Linked DNA regions of Gossypium arboreum: region 2 is linked to region 1. Evidence: chromatin contacts called from public Hi-C data. All regions are on one chromosome and are shown on one strand. Each heading gives the region's core, a stretch centred on a gene start, on an enhancer-like site or on the middle of the called end of the contact. The rest is flanking DNA. Distances are from core to core; before and after follow the strand shown.

Region 1 (6,514 bases), core at 2,769-5,268:
ATTTTGTTTGAAACTACAATAGAGTTCCAAAGGTAGTAGAATTCTAAGTAGTTACCAAAGATGGGTCTAGTGGAGGAAATTAAGGGATTGAAGGGGTTTACCAAATCGGTTTAGTTTTTATTTTTTTTCAAACTTTAGTTTTCACGAAATTCTCTTTTGGTTCTAACTTTAGTTGCCTTTCTCTCTTTCATCTCTGCCAAAATTTCTTCTTTTATCTTTCTTTTTTTTCGTACCTGGTTTCATCTTTGCTGTTCAAAACGGTTCATTGTTGTCCAATCGAGTATTGTGCAAATTCGGTAAGTAGTTTTGGTGCCTTGAAGTTTTGGTTTTTAAGTTAATAATTGAGATTTTTTGTTAACTGTTTTGACAGCTAGAAATCTGGTGTGAAGCTGTTCTAGTGTCGAATTGTAGTGGGAAGCGTTCGTGGTTCTCAAGGTAAGGGTTTTGTACTCGAAAAGTGTCTAATCTGTTTTGGGGTTTTGGTTCAATTTGATCGTTTAAGAGATTAACTGAGTAAAACATGTTCAATTATAGGCTTGGGTTTGCTCGGAAGTGATTACGCATCAAAAACGAACCAGGTGTTGACCCGAAAATACAGAAAATGAGAAATGGTGAAAGCTGAAAAACTATTCTGTCGACACCACATGGGCGTGTTGTCGCCCGTGTGGTAGGCCACGTGGTCGCCCGTGTGGTAGGCCGTGTAGCAGTACACGGCCGTGCGAGAGGGACACAACCATGTGGTGGCCAGGTGAAGCCGTATGGGCCACACGGGTGAACCACACGAGCGTATGGGATTCTGGGCCAAGGCCAATTTAGGCCGTGTGGGCCACACAGGCTAGCCACATGGGCTTTGAGCCCATTTTTTTGAAATAATCTGTAAAGTTGCACTGGTCGTCCAACTCGACTGTGACCTACCGTAGGGTCGGTAAGCATTACTTAGACTCCTAATTTTGTGATATGATTATGTGATGTATGTATTAAGCATGTTACTCTTAGCATGCGTATATGACCAATTGTATGATCTGTTAAGTTACATTATAGCATGTCATATTTGTATGATGCATTGCATCGGGGTGGGGTTAGTGTTATAATGGAAGAAGTGTTTTAAAAGGCTCTTAAGCCTGATATCTGGCAGCACAGTTGCAATTATCTGATTATGTGTTGCATTTCGATACAGCACGGTGTGTTAGGATGGATGGGTCGATTTTATCCCCACATGGTGTGTTGGGTTGAACAGAGTTGGTGTGTAGGGCTGGTGGGCATGATTCTATTATTTTGTTCTGTTATGCATGTGATATCTGATATGGGCTAAGGCCCAGTTCGCATCTGATTCTGTATCTAAGTGGACTAAGGTTCACACCAATTCTGTAAAGGGCTCAGACCCGGATTATCTGTTATTTGGATATATGACTGACTTATGCTACTGTGTATATCTTCTATGGGGATTACACACTGAGTTTGTGAAAACTCACCCTTTTCTGTTTAATCTGTGGAGGTAATCCCCAGACTTGATTGATCGGTGCAGCGAATGGCTCAACGGTGACCACACTATCGAACTACTTATTTACAGTTTTTGCGGTTACATTGCTTATTTCTTGTTGGTATTTTATGTATGATGGACTTTGAGACTATTTGGTTTTTAATTTGGGATTTTGAACTGTTGATTATGGATTTATAAACTGCAACGCAACAAAGTATGATTTTCCTAAAATAAACTAAGATTTTTCTTAAATGAAACAGTTTTAAAAAATTATTTGGGTTTCAAAGGCTTCCACGTAAAAAAAATATTTTAAATAAAATCAATTAGAACACGGTTTCTCCAAACTAGGTAAAAGTCAATAATTGGAATGATTTGAAGGTCAATGCGTTTTCAAAAACACTCTCATGTGACATCGCCAGATTCGGCTATAACTTCCAGGCCGGGTTTAGGGTGTTACATTTCAAGCATTCTAAGACGTATATATGAAAAAAAATAAGAAGATATGAGTGAGCCATCATAGAATACTTAAGAAAATAACTCGAAAAACACTATTGAAGCAAATTTTCATCAAGATTGAAGATTTCCAATTTATTTCTTAATAAGTTATAATGAGTTTTTTTTTTATTTTTTTTGGTTATATTGTATCTTGGATGTTTTTATTTTGAAATATGAACTAATTTTCTAAATATTTAAGGAGATGAGCCCTGTGATGGATTACGTCATTTGATTTTTATTTTACGTAATAAATACTTAATTTCTTATTCTCAATTATGTGTGTTTAATTTTTTATTTGATATTTCTAAAGTATTAATCTATGTTTGATGTGCTTAAATCGGAGGTTGAATAGGCCTTGTTTAAGAGTAGATCTTGCGTAATTGAGTGGAGTTACATGCAATCCTATAAATAGGATGACATAAATCTACCGAATTATAGTCAAGTATAATAGGAGAATCTATAACACTAGTTAGTGTGATAATAGGATTTTTAAGTAGAAAGAAATTTCAATTAATCAACCTAGGGTCAGTTGCTCTTATACTCAAAAGAGATATTAGTATAATTTAGGGATTTTTATGGATCAATATACAAAGTAAAGAAATTGCGTAAATAGATTGATAGTGACAGATGAAATCTAGGTGGATTCTTTTCTGGGTATTGTTTTGCTTCTTGGTTATTAATCAATTATTTTCTTGATTTATTTTTTGTTGTATTCGTTAGTTAATTAATTTAGTTAATTGTAATTTTAATCAATTACTCGAATTATTCAGTTAAATAATAGAAAGATAATTATTACTAGTACTTTTAATTTTTGTGATAATGATATTTTTATTCACCGTAATTATACTATTAATTGATAAATACACTTGTTTTAATAAAATTTTAGTTAATATTGCGACACACCAACAAAAGAACACAAACAAAAGGAGAGGGAGAGAGTAGTTATTAGTGTACATCAAGAAAAATATATATATATCTCTAAAAAATTGTTTATATCTCTTGTTAAAAGAATATTTTTTTGTGAATTTATTTTACTTTGTTTCCTCGAATCAAAACCAACTACCCGATTGGCTAGTTTGTTATTAAAAATTCATGGTTTTCTTTTATTTATTTATTCCTATGTCTACCCAAAAATAAATAAAAATAGAACTCAACATGAGCCTCACAATCCTTCCAAAAAAATCCATCGAGGGAATCATATGCCGAGATTTCACTCTCCTCTTTTTCCTTTTACTTTTTCCACACTAAAATTTGATTTTTAAAATTATTAAATAATAGAATTTGATTTTTAAAGTTATCTTTAAAATGAAAATCTTATCTTAAGTATAAAAATTAATATTTAAATTCTAAACTTATAAAAATTTTAAAATAAAATAAGTCAAATTATACTATTAGATCGTTTATTTTGTGTAAGTTGTGAATTTAGTACCTATTCTTTAATTTGATCAATTTTAATCCTTCTACTTCTTGAATTTTAAAATTTTAGTCCTAACTAATTTGTGGCAGTTAAATTTGTTTAGTTAACTTATGCTACTAGTCCTATATTCTGCTTGAAGTTATAGATTTAGTTTATGTCCTTCAACTGGATATTTTTAATAGTTATATTTTTTTAATTTCGATATTTCAGTCTAAATGCAAACGACGATTGCTAAATCTATTAACTAATTCTTTTTATGAATAATATATGAAAATAATAAACTGTCATAATATTAGAAATATCACAATATATTTGATGTATCAAATTATGAAAATAATAGAACTAAAATTTTCAAATTTTTAAAATTACAAGAATTAAAAATAACAAAGTTAATGTACACTACTTATACAAAGTTTAAGCCCTAATAACAAAATTTGACCAATAAAACAAGTGTGAGTAACCAAGATTCTAAATACTCTAGAGGGAGTTATGGAAGATGAAGGAACATGGAAGTAAACCACACAAAATGCAGTACTACTTAAATTTAACCTACGTTCGGAAGAAGACACGTAAGATTCTTAGTTGCCATACAAAAACAAGACAACACATGTAAAGTCTTTGACAGAGTGATGACGTGTAAACCAACTCCCCACCCATTCTCTCTTTGGTTTTATTCCCACACATCAACTAAACCCCGCTCCCTTCTCTCTAAAATCTAATCTTTCTATCTTCTCTTTCAACCCTCACCCATCCACCTAAACCCTTTCCCTCCCATTCCGTGAACGTACTACATCCTCAAGACATGAAAAACACGACACCCCAGCAGCCGCCGGAACAACCCAACAAAACTCAGCAGCCAGACCACGATGGAACAAACTCTGAGATGGAAACATGTCATGTGAAGTGTCGTGTGTCTTCACCGGCTCCGGAAGTAGGAGCGGATCATGAGGTTAAAGAAGAAGAAGCAATGAGGGCGGATGAATCTGAAGAAGACAATGGACGGGAGAAACTGAAGAGGCATAGGATTGAAGTGGCGGGCAATGTTTGGATTCCAGACATATGGGGTCAAGAACAGCTTTTGAAGGATTGGATTGATTGTTCTGCATTTAATGATTCTTTGGTGCCTCATGGGATCATGTCAGCTCGTGCTGCTTTGGTTGAGGATGGAAGAAGAACCAATTCTGGCGGATTTAGAATAGAAAACAGGTGTTAAATTTATTATTATTATTATTATTATTATTATTTCCTTCGTGTGTTTTAGTTAACCAAAATTGAGATAAAAAAAAAAGAGGATACATTTTAATAATGGATGGTTTGATTTCATTTTCTGCTTTACGTATGAGATTTGCCAGAGTTATTATGTTGCTACTTTTATATTTTTTATTTTTTATGATAAATGAAATTTGATTTAGTTATGTTATGACATTCAAACAGGAAAAAGAATAATAAAATATGGAATCTAAAGGATATCACTTCACCGACTAATTAAAGATATGATTTCGATTTTATAATCTAATCTTTACCAGCTCATTCAGGACAGAAGACGCAGTATGTGAGGTTAGTCAAAATCATGGTTATCACCAAGAGCACATTGTGGGGGAGAAACTTAGCCCAACCCTCCAACACGGCTGACCTGGTTCAGTGGTGCAAATCATTGGGGGCTTTTCTGAAGATGACAAATTAAGAACTATACTACTTTTTTCTATAAAGCAGTTGTTCGTGCTTTTCTTTTCTTTTCTTTTTCTGCATTGGCCAATTTGTTACTAAAATTCATGTCCCATATCGGCCAAAGCAGTCAGTGTCTACCTTGAATCAGCTCGCTGGTGTAATAGACAAGGTGATGCTGTAAATAAAAGGAAAAAGATAAGGTGAAATAGGAAAATCCTTTTTTACTACCAATGCTTCGCTTGAAGGTTGGAATCTAAGAGGGTTTTATGGATGAATAACCTTAGCAAAAGGCCAAGGGAGTTCGAAATAGGAAAATTCTAACTCAACAATGTTGTAGGTGGGCTGCTGGTTCAACATGCTTGGCCTAAGTGATGGAGAATACCGTCTAACAGTCAGACTAGTAAAGCTAAAGAAATGGACATTTACTAACAAGTTGCATTTTATTTTGATTATTTTCTGGATGGTTTTGCTATCATTCAAAGGCAATCATTAGAACATTTCATCAGATGACAAAAAAAGTGCCCATTAACTGAGCCAACTACCAGACTAAAGTATTCAACCATGCATAAAGAAATTATCTATACTTGTGATTTTTATTCATTTCTACTTTTATGCACATGTACTGAATTTTAAAAAATAAAAATAAAAAATCAAAGCCTCACGCATTACCTACAATAAAGAATATAATCCTTGTTAATTTCCATGAGAGGGAATCTTACACTAGAGCATCATTGTACTGAATTTACGACCTTGGCATGAGCCGCCTTCATCAATAGCAATTTATATGAAGCTCCATTCATCAATACTAGAACCACAGAATAAACCAATCCGCACCGTAGCCATCTTCATAACCTAAAAAGTATGAAAGTATCCTGGGAAAAACTTTTGATATGCACATCATTCGTTCAATTTTGCTCAAACTTTAAACAATCATCTTCTTAGTGTGAGTTATAATTGCTAACAAACATCAATAGTAACTTATGGAAAAGCTAGCATAACATTATAACTTGTGGCATGTATTACAAACTCATGAAAGAATGAATCTATTCATCAAAGTTAACTATACACTATAGTAGTCATACATTATATAAAAGTAGAACTCTCAACTAATTTACAACAATACTCTAACAGAGTCTAACAGACCCTAACTAATACAATTAGTCTAACATTCCCCTTCCAGTATCTGGCACAAACTGGTGGTAGCAACAACATTCATTTGATCCCGACATCAAGAAAAAGCTCTAAATGTCAATGGTTTGGTCAACATATTAGCCACCGGATCACACCCAGGAACAAAATTCACGCAAAGCTTATCACTCAGAACCCTTTTCACGAACAAAATGAATGTCCAACTCCACATGTTTCACTCTAGCATGCAGCTTAGGATTAGCAGCTAATGTAACACCCCTTACCCGTACCCGAGACCAGGACAAAGTGTGAGGTGTTACCAGACA
Region 2 (6,256 bases), core at 3,217-5,716, 190 kb after region 1:
GCATCTCTTCAAACAAAAGTAAAAGCAGCACCATTAGAGATTCAGAACATAAGAAGCACAGATTGAAAGAAACACTGAAAGAGGACTGTACTTTAACATTGTTCCAAGAATTATGACTCCAAAGAGGTTAATGGCACCCAAACCAATGACCATTGCTCTCTCTGATGAGCTTGTTTTACTGCATAACAAATGCTTATCAATACAGAAAAACTCCATAACAGAACAAACCCTGTCAACTAAATGCACTACGTAAAAAACACACAAAAACACACATATAGGGAAAGGAGAGGAAGAACCTAAATTGCCACTTCTTCTCCTTAAAAAATTTCTCAATTCCCCCAACCCAATCACTCCATCTTCTTCCTACATATTCCTTCCTTCCACTCCTCTGAGAAGAAGCTGTCCGCTGCAGAGACTGAAATCTATACAGAATATTTCCCTACACAGATAGTTTTGTAGTTCATAAGGGCATAAAGGCAGGAACTCTTTTTCCAGAAATGTAACATGTGAATGACATAATTCTTGGTCCCAGAGACATCTCAAACAATGCTACCTTATCTCAAAATCATAAATTTCAAATCTTTACACTTTGAAGTAACAATAAAAGGAATTTATCATTGTACAGACACATATATGTCCTTGGTCTCACAGACATGGACCAAACATTGGTACCTTATGTCAAAATGATAAAATTCAAATATTTACATTTTACAGCAACAATAAATGCAATTTGCCATAGAACACACAAGCGAATCTGTCTTTGTCTCAGAGACAGATCGAACCCTGGTACCTTATGTCAAAAATCATGAAATTCAAATATTTACATTTTAAAGTAACAATAAATGCAATTAGTCATAGTACACAGACACACACGTCTTGGTCTAACAGAGAGATCAGATATTGGCTCCTTTGAAAATAAAAAATTTCAAATATTTACATCTTAAATTGACAATAAATGGAATTTGTCATGGTTCATGGACATGTGTGCATTATATGTAATGCATATAAATTGTTTCTACATACCTCTTCATCTATTTCTGGCTGGCCATCAAACCGCAGAAGAACAGGTAACACATACGACTCATCACTCTAGAATTGAGCAGAAAAAAAAAAGTCAAATAACTAACAAGGAAACAAATACAAACACCTTGGAGCCTTTGATGCAGGCAAGGACTAATTAGTAAATAATTAATTGACAAATAATTTGAAATAAGAACAGCCCCAACTTCAAACAGTTTTCAACAAAGAGAATTTGGAATATTAGTTTTGAGCATTTTGTTAAGGGAGAAACCAGAGTAATACTGATTGTGAAGCTTTTTACACAGAACTTTTTTGAAACACTTATTAGGCAATATTATATATTTAGTTTTTAATATTTTATGACTTCTAAAAGTAATGTAATAAATAATTAAAATATTTTATAAGAGAGTTGTTAATTATGATTAATTATTTAAGGGAAACTTGTGCAAAATAGAGAAATTTCACAACCATAATGAACCGTTATCTATGCTATTACGTAAGTAGCATCTACAACTGCAATAAACGTTAGTGAACCCTACCACATTTGAATCCCTGCTTATCACTTCTGGATTACTTGACCATGAACTACTTATAATATCAAAGCAAGCAAGTAACCATCAAATATATGATTATGTGCCAAACACTATTTGATTAAATGATCTATGACGTACAAATGCAGAAATAAGGTTGACAGACAGTGTGCAGGGACTACAATGCAAATAAAGAAATAATCGAGTCGATAGTAATAAAATTTTTGTTTAGGTGATGCAATGACAGAACAGGAATAGTTGCATATGGTCAAAGTGTGAATAAAACAAATGTGATCATGAGAGAAAATATTTCAAATTCAAGTCAAAAGAACACTAACTAGAATTCAGAGCAACTTGTAAGAAAAAATTTACATGCTAATTACAAGCTAGACTAAGATTAGCTTTTAATTTATAATCATACCAATGCTCCCTTTGTGGTAGGTAAATCAAGATATGGAGCAAGTTCTTCAGCTGTGACAACACCTCCATTAGAAGTTATGTATTGTCCAATCTGCAAATTTTGGGTGGAAAATGGTAAAAGTTAGTAGGGGTAATAGAACACTTAATAATCAGAATAACTACTATCAGAAAGCTGAAATAATATGTTTCGAGCATTGACCAAAGAAGTTAGTGCTGAAGTATTACCAACTTCCACCTTTCTTCTTCAATTCCTTGATTTGGATCACCATCCCCGAAAACAAAAGAGAAAACCTAAGAAGATGTCACAAATGAACTAATTTTCTCTGAATGTAAAACAACTGAGCAAAATCATACATGATCCATTTGTTTATATTCACATCTTACAGATTCAATAAAGTTCATCCTCTCATCATCATCAGTTCGTAGCCGTCGCCTCCTATAATAATATGGATCCCAGTACCTTAAAAAAAAAATTAAAACAGAGGAGGAGGTTATGTAAGAGTTTGAACTTATGAAAGGAATACAGATTACAGAGACAATATGTTTTAACATTAGATTATAGCATAAAATAAGGTAAATTGATGGCCCAATCTCATTTATCCAATGAAATAAAATTAATGTGAAACTATCAGATGTACCCAAACGTGGATGACAAAACTTTTACCACAATACAAACTGATTTGTCAATTCTAGAGCAATTAAGCAAACAAAGTTACTTTAAAACCTAACCTATCTACTTAATGTTGTCTATAAGCATCCCCTAATTGGCCTGATCAGTGAGAATTCTCAACCGTGATTAACAGCCTATTACAGTCTAAAACTGCTAGAGTTCTTCATAATATAAAAAGTATTACCAAAACAAGTCAGTTGGACTCAAGTAGAAGGTGAACCCTGTGTCATATGATCTGCCTCCTCGTCTTCCACGATTGTCTTCATCGCTGCCATCAGATCACATAGTCAGCATCTTGCTTTCAATAACCACTGGTGTAGAATTATGTAGTTATATAATAATTCCTAAGTGTCAAGGTTAGTAGGTACCTTCTACTTGTAATTAGGGCAATAATTGTTGTATAAACAAGAACAATTGAAGCTATAAGTGCTGTCCCGAAAGAAACTCTAATTAAATATTCAAGTGCAGCCTGCCAAAAAAGTAAAAGACTAAATTATTGGCCATAATGTTTGACATCCAGGATTTTTCTCCTTAGCCTCGACAAAAATGAAAAGAAAAATAAGTTATGAAAGTTCACCTTTGCTTTATCAACCCAAGGTTCAAATTTTATCCTAAATGACTTGGCAGCAAGTTTTGAACGATAATCTTTTGGAAAGACATAAAGGACATCACCTTCATCTGAAACCTGTTAAAACCATCTTGACAAAAAAGTGGAACTCACAAATCAAGAACTTCAAAGATCCCAGAAATAGATATTATAATACTAGAACAAGTCCCAAGAAGCAACATGATAATCCCCATACAAAAATCAGAAAAGGCTTTCCTACAGAGTAAGTCAATAACACAGGCAGGCTCTAGATTACTTCAGCTAGTTATCCAAAAACATACAACTAAAAAAGATAGCTTAGCTTCTAGAAATTAACTTTTGTAGGTCCAACTAAACCATGTATTTTCGTTTGTATGTTCAAACCGCTCTATCGAAACTCCTTTAAGTCCAATAACCAACAGTGAGCAGCATTTTAGTACAGCAGATACATCAACGGAGTTACACTGTTCGAGATCACTTCCAGACCATATCTACATCTATTTTAGCTTCAACCATACACCAAATCTCTTTTTTTTTTTTTTTTTTTTGGGGGGGGGTGAACAAGTAGAGAAAAACCGATATGAAGTTGCGCATTTCACAATCTACTTTGGCATTTCGTTTCAAATAGTAATTCCACTCAACGAGAACCCTAACACAGATCAAATTTATGGAAGTTATAAAAATTCAAAGTACCTCCAAGAAACCGTTAGTATCGGAAGCAAGTGCTTGAAGAGCCTTTTGAGCTTGATTCAAGTTAAGCCCAGCTTTACTCGAAACATCTCCAACAGTAACCCTCCCGCCAAACGAGTCAACGGCCTCCATTGCTCGTTTTCTGACGTCAGAGGGTAACTTATCAGTCTCGACCGTACCTCCAGGCCTAATCGCGTCGCTTCCAACATCAAGACTTGCCTTAATGACGGGAAATGAAACCCTAGGTCTCAAAAAGTTCCCGGATTTTCTCGAGAACGTAGAAGAAGAAGTTAGTGGTTGGATTCCCGGAAAATTGAGAGAAACTTGGGGTTTTGAAGTTAGGAGACGAAACTTAGGTGATAGAGTAAGGCAAGTAGAGATTGAGGCCATCTTACGCAATTCCAAATATTATTAATTTTTGAAAAAAGAAGAAATTACTAGTTTCTTTTAGCTTCGGCAATGGAAGAGAATTTAGTTGTCTAGAGGAAAAGTGGTAAACTTGGCGGAGAAGAAGAGAGAGAAAAAGCGGGAGGATTATGTTTCTGGATTTACCTTTTTGCCCTTCTCGATATTTTTAGATTGACCATTATCTCCTTTAAGTTCGGCTTTTCATTTTAGCATGTTCTTTTGCTCGCTATTTATTTGGAGATTATTTTGAGTGAAATTAAAAAAAATTAATGGTTGTAGTGAGTTTAATTATTTGGGTTAAATATAAAATTAATATTAAAATCTGTTTGTTTAGTTTAAATTAATACTTATGGCTTTTTTGTTTTAGATTAGTATTTAAATTTTTTTGTCCACTAGTTAAGTATTTGAGACTAAGGTTGTTAGTTTTTTTTGAGGTGACAACGTTGCCTACTCATGCGTCGCCACGTAACATGTGTTCTTTAGCCTCTTTTACTTTTTATTTTCTTTCTCATTTTCCTTCTTTTTTTTCTTTTTTTTTCCTACAAACTGTCATACTTTTACACTGTTAGCCACCATCTAGCCTCCTCCAATGAGCTCTCTAACCAACGACGACCATCGTCCGACTTTCTTTCTTTTAACCTAGAGCTGAAGTAGAAGAAACAATTTTAAACGAAAAATACAACCTAAAACCTTGCAACGCTCTCTAATCTAATTTCTGCATGAGGTCGTCTCCATCTCAATGTGAGCTTTCCCATTCATTTTGACTTTTAGAAAATTTATACACTCTGTTAGTTTCAATTCTTCCATAAATGTCTTTATAAATGAATAGTTTGGAAAGCTTTAAGCATAAATTGAAAATCCTTTGTTTGATTTCTCCCGCTTTATTAATTTACCAGTAAAAGTATTGATATTTAGCCCAAAAATTGGAAAAAGGTTCAAATATTTGAAATACGAATTTGTCAATTCATTATAGGAAAAACTTTTAATCCCTTGATAAGGATTTATGCACTCTCGTTTAACCTTGTTTATGTTATCACAATATCCAGAAATTTTGTAAAAGAATTGATGAATAGGAGGTTTTATAAATTCAAACATGTAGACAAAGATAATGTGTTGGATTCATCTTCATCGTCTTGAGCAATCTGGTAACCTCCAGCATCTTAGAAAACTCTTGAGCAATCTCTGAGCATTTTGAGAAATGGCCATAAATCTCATTCAAAACCAGCATCAAATTCACACTAGAAACAACCTTCACACAATGCTCCTGAAATCTATTAGAGCCGTTTTCAAATGCTCGATTTGCACATGTTATTTTAGGGTTTTTTGTGTTTTTACTTTCGTGGTCTCTTTCTATAGAGATTCGCAACTACTACAATTTAGGATTTCATTGCAGTTTTCTATGAAAGACTGTTTGGATCTGGAGGAAATTTTTCTTTTTGTATTTTAAATTATTTAATGGACTTTTAGTGTAAAGTGGTGTCTTTGCATTTAGATCTTGTTGTACTTTACTTGGGTTTGGAACTGGTCAATAAGCCATCTTCGTTGTTGCTGGGAATGAAGTGGTAGGTGTTTGGATAGGAGGAAAGTGAAAGAAAACGATAATGAAGTGGTGGGTAAAAAAAAGAAAAAGAAAAATAAGAAAATAAAAGGAGGGAAAAAAAATTAAAAAAAGGCCAACTAGAATGCCACGTGGTGGCGTGCGATTGGCCAGCGTGCCACATCAGGAAAAAAATTAACACCGTTAGTTTCAGGTACCAAACTATTGGACAAAAAAAAGTTCAAATACCAATCTAGAATAAATAAAAAAACCATAGGTACCAATCTAGGAGAAGTGAACAAGTCTGGACACTAATTTATATTTAAACCTAATTATTATAGTAAAGATATTATAATAATAAAATATATGTTTGGATTTAAAGATAATATTAGGAA

The links. A called contact is a pair of places that touch in the nucleus more often than the background predicts.
Region 2: a Hi-C map of leaf shows a contact between it and region 1, with 4 times the contacts expected there. The contact joins the promoter of LOC108461010 here to the promoter of LOC108459927 in region 1. A contact is called at or near these places in 2 of 5 Hi-C or Micro-C datasets (both in leaf).

Annotation. Positions count from the first base shown.
Region 1 is chr4:80,879,402-80,885,915 of ASM2569848v2, forward strand. LOC108459927 (protein BIC1-like) reads left to right here and starts at 4,019. Exons shown (of 1, transcript XM_017759324.2): 1 at 4,019-4,698. The coding sequence starts at 4,195. The coding sequence ends at 4,605.
Region 2 is chr4:81,070,693-81,076,948 of ASM2569848v2, forward strand. LOC108461010 reads right to left here and starts at 4,467. Exons shown (of 14, transcript XM_017760761.2): 1 at 3,920-4,467; 2 at 3,218-3,325; 3 at 3,009-3,109; 4 at 2,825-2,908; 5 at 2,355-2,430; 6 at 2,196-2,261; 7 at 1,972-2,061; 8 at 1,024-1,089; 9 at 297-439; 10 at 92-178; 11 at 1-6. The coding sequence starts at 4,306.